2 separate regions of the Mus musculus genome follow, and region 2 is linked to region 1. The links are chromatin contacts, called in public Micro-C maps. All regions are on one chromosome and are shown on one strand. Each heading gives the region's core, a stretch centred on a gene start, on an enhancer-like site or on the middle of the called end of the contact. The rest is flanking DNA. Distances are from core to core; before and after follow the strand shown. Region 1 has its middle 110 kb from the start of Gm40303. Region 2 has its middle 96 kb from the start of Gm40304.

Region 1 (3,408 bases), core at 664-3,163:
AGTTACAGGCAGGCACAGTCAAGCTCAGCCTTTGAGTGGGTGCTGGCGATTTGAACTCAGATTTTCCAGCTTTGACAGCAAGCACTCTGAGCCACTGAGCCATCTCCCAGACCCAAGAAAGCAAAACTGGAACTTAATCTAGCTTGCTCTAAGTCCTCAAATGTATCTTTTTTTTTTAGCTGTCATGTCAATTGTGGTATAAAAGGATGTGAATGAATGAACTTCCAGAATTCACTTTTCCACACCTCCCAGGCTGGCTCTACCGTTACACTGGGATTTAATTTCAGCTCCGTGGAAGGCGGCCAGCAGCAGGAGGAGGAGATAAGGGGGTGGGAGTGAGGGGGTGGGGGGAAATATGAGCAGAATACATGATATGCATGCATGAAGATGTCATAGTGAAAACCTTTATTTTAAACAATGCATACATATGTACATATATAAATATTAATATATAGGAGAATATTTCCATTGTATAAGTCTATGGCCCTGGAAAGGACACTAGGTCATTCTGAGTGTTTCTTCTTTCGGGCCATGGAGCTTAACTGAGCAGACAAAATTCCTATCTGGACTGTACCAGGCATGTTGTAAGGATTAAATAAAAGGGAAAACATGCACAAGCTTTCAACAAGCCCCACATGGAGTGAACACCCTGGAAATATTAACTTTCCCCCTCATAACAGCAGCCGTTTTTATTACTGCCCTGCTTCAGTCAGTCTGGCCCCAGCCTCTCTCGCAGGACCTTCTTCGCTAACATGTTGATGGAGCCGAAAAGGCCAGATTTCTGGGGAGCCTCGGATCCCCTCGGCTTATAACAGAACAGCCCCGGCAGCTGCCTTGTTGAGCCTGTGCGTGCAGCCAGGCTGTGAGGCCGAGGCCTTGCTGATGTCCTGTCCTAGCCAGCCTCCTTCGGCTGCCGCGCACATGTTCCATAAATGGGAATCATTAACCGGGAGGCTCATAAACACTCTCTCCCGACAAGGTTGTGCAGCGCGTGCCGACTGTGTGGCAATCTCTCAGGCAAGCCCCTGAGCCCAGATACAAGGCAGCCATCTGTGCATGTAAAAACCTGTGTGCCCTGAAAAGAAACTTCCAGGAGCCAGGGTCTACTTCCCTAGCTACCTGAACAAACTCTGTTTCTGTTCCCTCCATACAAACCTGGCTAGTTGGTTCATAATAATTAGCAGATAGGCTTTCCCTTCTCCCTGAGGGTGTTCGAAACTCACAATTTTCTTTGCATTTACAAAAACCTCAAGACAAAGAGGGAAGGTGGGGAGAGTGGTTGACAGTCTAGGTGAGACCAAAAGGAAGCCATTCTACTGTAAGCTCCTGCAAATACATTATGCAGAGAGCTTAAGACCCTGGTATTATCAAAAGAAACCAATATCGCTCATTCTCCATAGATGATGAAATAAGGGCCCTGAGATATAGAAAGACCCAAAACTTTCCTGCACTAGACTTATGCTAAATTGGGGGTGGGAGAGGCAGTAGGATCACAATGGGGTTGGATGTCTTAAGGGTACAGAAGGTAGCACTTCAGTTAATAGCCCTGGTGCAATCATGCAGACTGGAACTTTCCAAGAAGAGGGGATCAGATGTGTTCAGTGAATGATTCCTTGAGCAAAATTACATCAGCAGAAGACCTTGAGAGGAGGTAGTGTCATCTCTCTCAGCATCAGTTTCTCCATTCGCAAACTGGACGGATGAGAGAGCTATTGAGAGAAGCTGTCTTCACTGAAGCTGTATACAGAGACTTCGCATGAAGCCAGTCAGTTCTGAGCTAGAGGAGACCCAGGGCCAACCCCTGATGACACCATTGCCCTCTGCCAAGGGAACAGGAAGGATGGGGGCATTGGGAGATCAGAGGCATGGAAAGAGGAAGAGAAAAAGAGATGGGGTGAGGAGAAGGCGGAACAGAGAGAAGAGGCTGGGCTAGCTAGGAGGGGAAGAGGAGGCAGCAGCCTGCAGAGCAGGGGGATCCTGGGCTTCATAAGCAAGAGGAAAGGGCGCTTTGGCGGCAGCCCAGTTTCTGATGGGGGAAAAGGAGACAGTTGGTTCTCCGATGGCTGGCAGATGCCCTGGGCTCCAGCAGATTAAAGGTCCTTGCTCTCCTGTCATACACATAGCCTTTGTTAGATTATTGAGCACCATGGGGGCATGGCTGGACCAAGATCTGATGGCTATCCTCCCTGAGTGCTATGTTGTATGAAGAAGGCACACAGGACTTCAGAGAATTCCCAGGGCTGGAGGAGACACTCTGTTGTCCCTTTCCTGATATCCCTGCCCCCCTCCCCCATCTTCAGTCTCCTGGCCCATTTCAGGTCTTTGTCCCAACAGCACAACCTGCCTTTTCTTAGTTCCTGTTCCTGTTCTTGATGTTGTTTTGACTGTGGGTTTCATGTAGTCCTGACTGACCTTGAACTTGCTACATAGAGGTTGGTTTTGAATTCCTGATCCCTCTAGCTCCACATCCCAAGTGCTGGGATTACTGGCATGCACAACCATGCCCAATTTCTTCTTGAGCATTTTTGTTTGTTTGTTTGTTTTTTTTTGTTTGTTTGTTTGGTATGGATGAGAAAGAAAATGCGTAGGACACTCAAAAAGAAGACAGAGAAATGGGAATTAGGTGGGTGGGGCCACTTTTCCTGCTATGTCAGTGGTGGACCAAGAGGACCAGTAACAGATGCACTGCAGAGGCAGCCTTTCATGGACTGGGACCAATTGGTCACAGTAACAGAGATTAGATCAGTAACTGACAGGAAGGCCTGTTACTAGAGCACTGCCCACAGAGCTCTTACAGCGCCTCCCCTGGTTTGCTCTGGAAGTGACCCCAATGGTCTCCACTGGCTACCAGGAGCCCCACCCTCTATCCTTGCCTGCCTACCTTTTAGAAAGCCACCTTGTCTGTCAACAGCCCAAGGAAGAATGAGTGTATCTCTGCAGGAGTGGAGCTCCTCACTCATCCTCTTTCAGAACTCTGCATTTCTCTGGCTAGAGGAATACAGATGGTGCAGAGAAAGCCAGAGGACTAAAAGCCGCCTCTGACTTTTAGGCAGAACCCTTTGTAGGCAATTCTGACATTCATTATTGTCCCAGTCTCCCATTTCCTCCCCTTGCATTGCAAGCTCCTATATGAAGAATGTCATACTCTTCCTGGACCTTATTAGTTAGCTTTCTGTCTTCCTTGCTATCCCAGCCATGTGGGGACTGAGGGATGGTGGCATGGGGCCCCTCCTGGGCTCCTCCAGCCTGCTGTCCTGACAGCTCTAAAGTGTGTTTATCCTTCTGAGGGATATACCACTACCCTCTGCTCTTTCTGCTTCCATTACCATCCCTTCAGGCCAGAGACCACCTTAGGAGAAAAAAGGAAAGTTCTCCAGGAGAGCAGAGAAACGCAGGGCCATTCAGAGC
Region 2 (3,408 bases), core at 527-3,026, 72 kb before region 1:
ACACACACACACACACACACACACACACACACACACACACACACAGCACATTGGCTGTGCCCCTTCTTCTCCAAGAGTCAGCGTTAAGTGAGGTCAGGTTGGGACCTGACATTTGCAGTTCCCAGAAGCCATGGGAGCTGCGGGTCACGGCCCTCGCTCTGAGAGCCCCTCTCTTGCAGCATGTCTGGGCCCATCGGGACTTCCATTATTTCTCACTTGAATTACTGCAAAAGCCTAGTTGGAATTTATATATTTTTTAAAAATAATTTTTGGGGATTATAGTATATCATTTCCCTCTTTCCTTTCCTCCCGCTGGACCTTCCCACGTGTGTGGCCACTTCAGGGAAACCTAAAAAACAATAGACTTTTTGGGTAAAATCCTTTTCGAGGCCATTGGGGAAGGCTGGAGTAGATTCCACACACACTTACCTGGGGACATTTTAATGGATTTTCCTTCTATTGCTCAGGAATTGGCTTTACCTTTGACCCTGAGTTCTTGGATTTGCTGTTGTTTGCTTGGCTGTTTTCTATTGGTTTTGTTTTGTTTTGTTTTTCCAGAACCTTCAAAATATCTATGAGCTGTCCAATATTATTTGGGGAATAAGTTATTATACTTATCTTACTCTCTGTGTGCGTGCATGGATGCTTGTGCGCATGTGTGCGCGCTTGGGCTTATGTCACAGCATGCCTGTGGAGGCCAGAGGACAGTTTGCAAGAGGAGTCAGTTCTGTCTGTGTGGGTACTGGGGATCGAACTCAGTTTCCCCAGGCTTGGCAGCAAGCGCCTTTACCCACTGAGTCCCCTCGCTGACCCACAAAACCAGTGACTCAGCTTTACCGTTTGCAACCAAGAACTCTGTGTGGTTCATCCTTCCGCATGGCAGTGAGTACAGGCCTCTCACATGCTTACGTGATGCAATCGCTTGTGGACAGACTGCTGCTCTGGCTCACAGTCCCCTAGAGGACCAGACCTCCTGGGCCTGCTCCTATCAAGACTTAAGCTCACTTAAGTGTGATGCCCTTGCCTCCTCTCTGGGCCTTTGACTGGCTGTTGTTTTATGGAGAACGTTCCATTTGGATCCTCTGTGATTGGCCTTGCTTCACGGACAATAGCTTTATTACGGGAGACTCTTTCCTGACTATGCTATCTAAGATGGCTGACACCCCACAGAGTCTGACTTTCTACTGCTCATTTCATTACCATGAATTTTTTTTCTTATCGAGTTGCTTCCTGTGTGCCCTTACTCCACGATCCCATGAGTTTTATTTGCAAGTATTTTCTCTCAGGCTATTGTTTGTCTTTCCTTTTTCCTTAGTGTTGTTTTGAGAACCACAAATGCTTTTACTGTGAAGGGATGAGACAATTGCATGCCCTTTGAGATTTATCCTTCATCACCCACTCGCTCTTCCCCAACTTGAAGTCTTCAGTGTAGAAGTTGCTTGTGTGACCTTGCGCTGGGCAAAACCCATATCTCCAGGATCATTTTTTAAAAAAACTATCAATCCCTGGCTCTCACCAGCAGTTCCCAAGACCACTGACCAGTGTGTGAGAAGTTGAGTACTTCCCACAAGTCCACTCTGGTTATGGGGCTACAGAATTGAGCTTCCCATGAATAGACCCACCTCTGGGGGCCTGTGTGTGCTGGCACATCATTCTGGGTTTCATTTGGCTCTTCTTAGCTCCCTGCTGGGAGCCCTGAGTGCTCCGCAGCTGTTCCAAGAACTGGCTGCTCCTGCACTGCTCCTAAGCAGATGCCGCTAGCAACTGGTGCTTTCGGGCTCAGGACAGGGGAAACGTACTCCGAACGGGGAAGTTTCCCTTCTAAGAGCTGACAGAGCTTCTCAGCAGTGGGCAAGGAACATCATGAAACGGAACATTGAGCTTTGATGAACTGCAAAGCCTGGGAGAGTTAAGCTGAGAGTCAACGGAGACCTTCTAATCTATATAAACACCCGGTGATCAGATTCCCACCCAGCTTGGGGCCTTATTTGGTTGGAGTTTCTGACTGCCTCTCACAGGAAGTTGGGTTCTGAGCTAGGCAAACTGCTCTGGTTTTCTGGTCAGCTGTCTAAAAGAGCTCCCCTCAGGCATTCCCCATCATCGTGGGCATGGGTCAGTTCCCAAACTCAGGTCTTGTGAACATGGACCCTCCTGGGCCTCTGCTCCCAGCTTCTTCTCCCACATTGAGACATGGTCAGGAACTCTCTCTCTCTCCCTCCCTCTCTCTCCCTCCCTCTCTCTCTCTCTCTCTCTCTCTCTCTCTCTCTCTCTCTCTCTCTCTCGTGTGTGTGTCTGTGTGTGTGTGTGTGTACAAGATGACTGAAGCCTGAAGCCTGGAGCAGTGGGTCAACATTGCCTTGGGTCCCTGGTGCTCATTATTGGGACAGAAAGAGGAGGCAGGCTATTCAGAGGTATTAGGAAGAAGTAAACAGACCTTTCTGTATAATAATGTCCCTTGGACATTTGCAAACATTGCAAACTTTGGAAGTTGGGGCTGGGACTAGAAGTATGACTTCTGTTTAAACACTCTCTTCACTCTGTGGCTCTTTTCGGATTTCAGGGGTGGCAGCTGGCACACACCCAGCTAATCAGGATGTTGGAGACAATTATAGAATTAGTAGAAATGGGACTGGATTGGATGGAGCCTTTGAGCCTCCAGGGAAGACGCGATAACTCCGGCACTTATTGGCAGCCATCTTGTGACCATGAGTGGAGTGCAAACCTTAGAGTGGAATCAACACATGAAAGACAACCAGTTCTAGAGAGACAACATGAGTTTGATCCTGATCTCACCCTGTGACCACCTGAACCAGGCCGTGCATATTTGAGTCAGGCACCCTTATAAAAATCACATTTCTGCCAAGGTCTGTTCGGTGCAGGTTTACTGCCATGTGGAACTGAAAGGCCACACACAGTAACCCTTCAGTGACACTGTGGTCACTCATGCATTGTGCCTGTCACTGAGCAACTGTATAGGTCTCTAATTCCATATTGGAGCAGCTTCAGTACCTGGAGAATGTGGTTCAAGGCCATGGACACATGGGTTGGCACATACTTGTGTGACATTTCCCAAGTCCTGTTGCAAGGGCTCTGGTTCTCTTCATTCATCTATGTCAACACTGTCTGTGAAGATGGGAATCAGAGGCACAGAGAGGAAGAGTATACACAAACTCACACACCCTAAGTCAGGATGCATTGCTATGGAGCTGTTGAGCCCTGGACGTGCTCTCAGCCTCTACCTTACTATCCAGTGACCTAGAGAGAGAGAATAGAAGTGCCCGGTGGGTCCATGGGAGCACTGTTGTAAGATACAATGTTTAGACTATTTTTCATTAATTCAAAAAAAAAAAAAGCTAATATAGAAAAATGTGAATGAAAGGAGATTTTCGGCCAGACAAATCCAGGCAG

The links. A called contact is a pair of places that touch in the nucleus more often than the background predicts.
Region 2: a Micro-C map of macrophages shows a contact between it and region 1, with 3 times the contacts expected there. The contact joins two enhancer-like sites. A contact is called at or near these places in 1 of 39 promoter capture datasets (embryonic stem cells), 1 of 15 datasets of contacts at CTCF or cohesin (the NIH/3T3 cell line), 22 of 484 Hi-C or Micro-C datasets (B cells, the BV-2 cell line, the C2C12 cell line and 12 more), 8 of 115 datasets of contacts at active chromatin or transcription factors (bone marrow-derived dendritic cells, embryonic fibroblasts, embryonic stem cells and 3 more) and 4 of 9 other capture datasets (adipose tissue, embryonic stem cells, liver and 1 more).

Annotation. Positions count from the first base shown.
Region 1 is chr5:53,377,271-53,380,678 of GRCm38.p6, reverse strand. No RefSeq gene overlaps it. Among named protein-coding and RNA genes, the nearest start is that of Gm40303, 110 kb to the right of the region's middle. Within about 2 kb of position 1,913, at least 130 of the 459 cell types and tissues checked have an H3K27ac peak or open chromatin away from gene starts, as enhancers often do. A contact at or near this core is called in adipose tissue, bone marrow-derived macrophages, heart atrium and 3 more, where this site is marked.
Region 2 is chr5:53,449,504-53,452,911 of GRCm38.p6, reverse strand. No RefSeq gene overlaps it. Among named protein-coding and RNA genes, the nearest start is that of Gm40304, 96 kb to the left of the region's middle. Within about 2 kb of position 1,776, at least 39 of the 459 cell types and tissues checked have an H3K27ac peak or open chromatin away from gene starts, as enhancers often do. A contact at or near this core is called in adipose tissue, bone marrow-derived macrophages, heart atrium and 3 more, where this site is marked.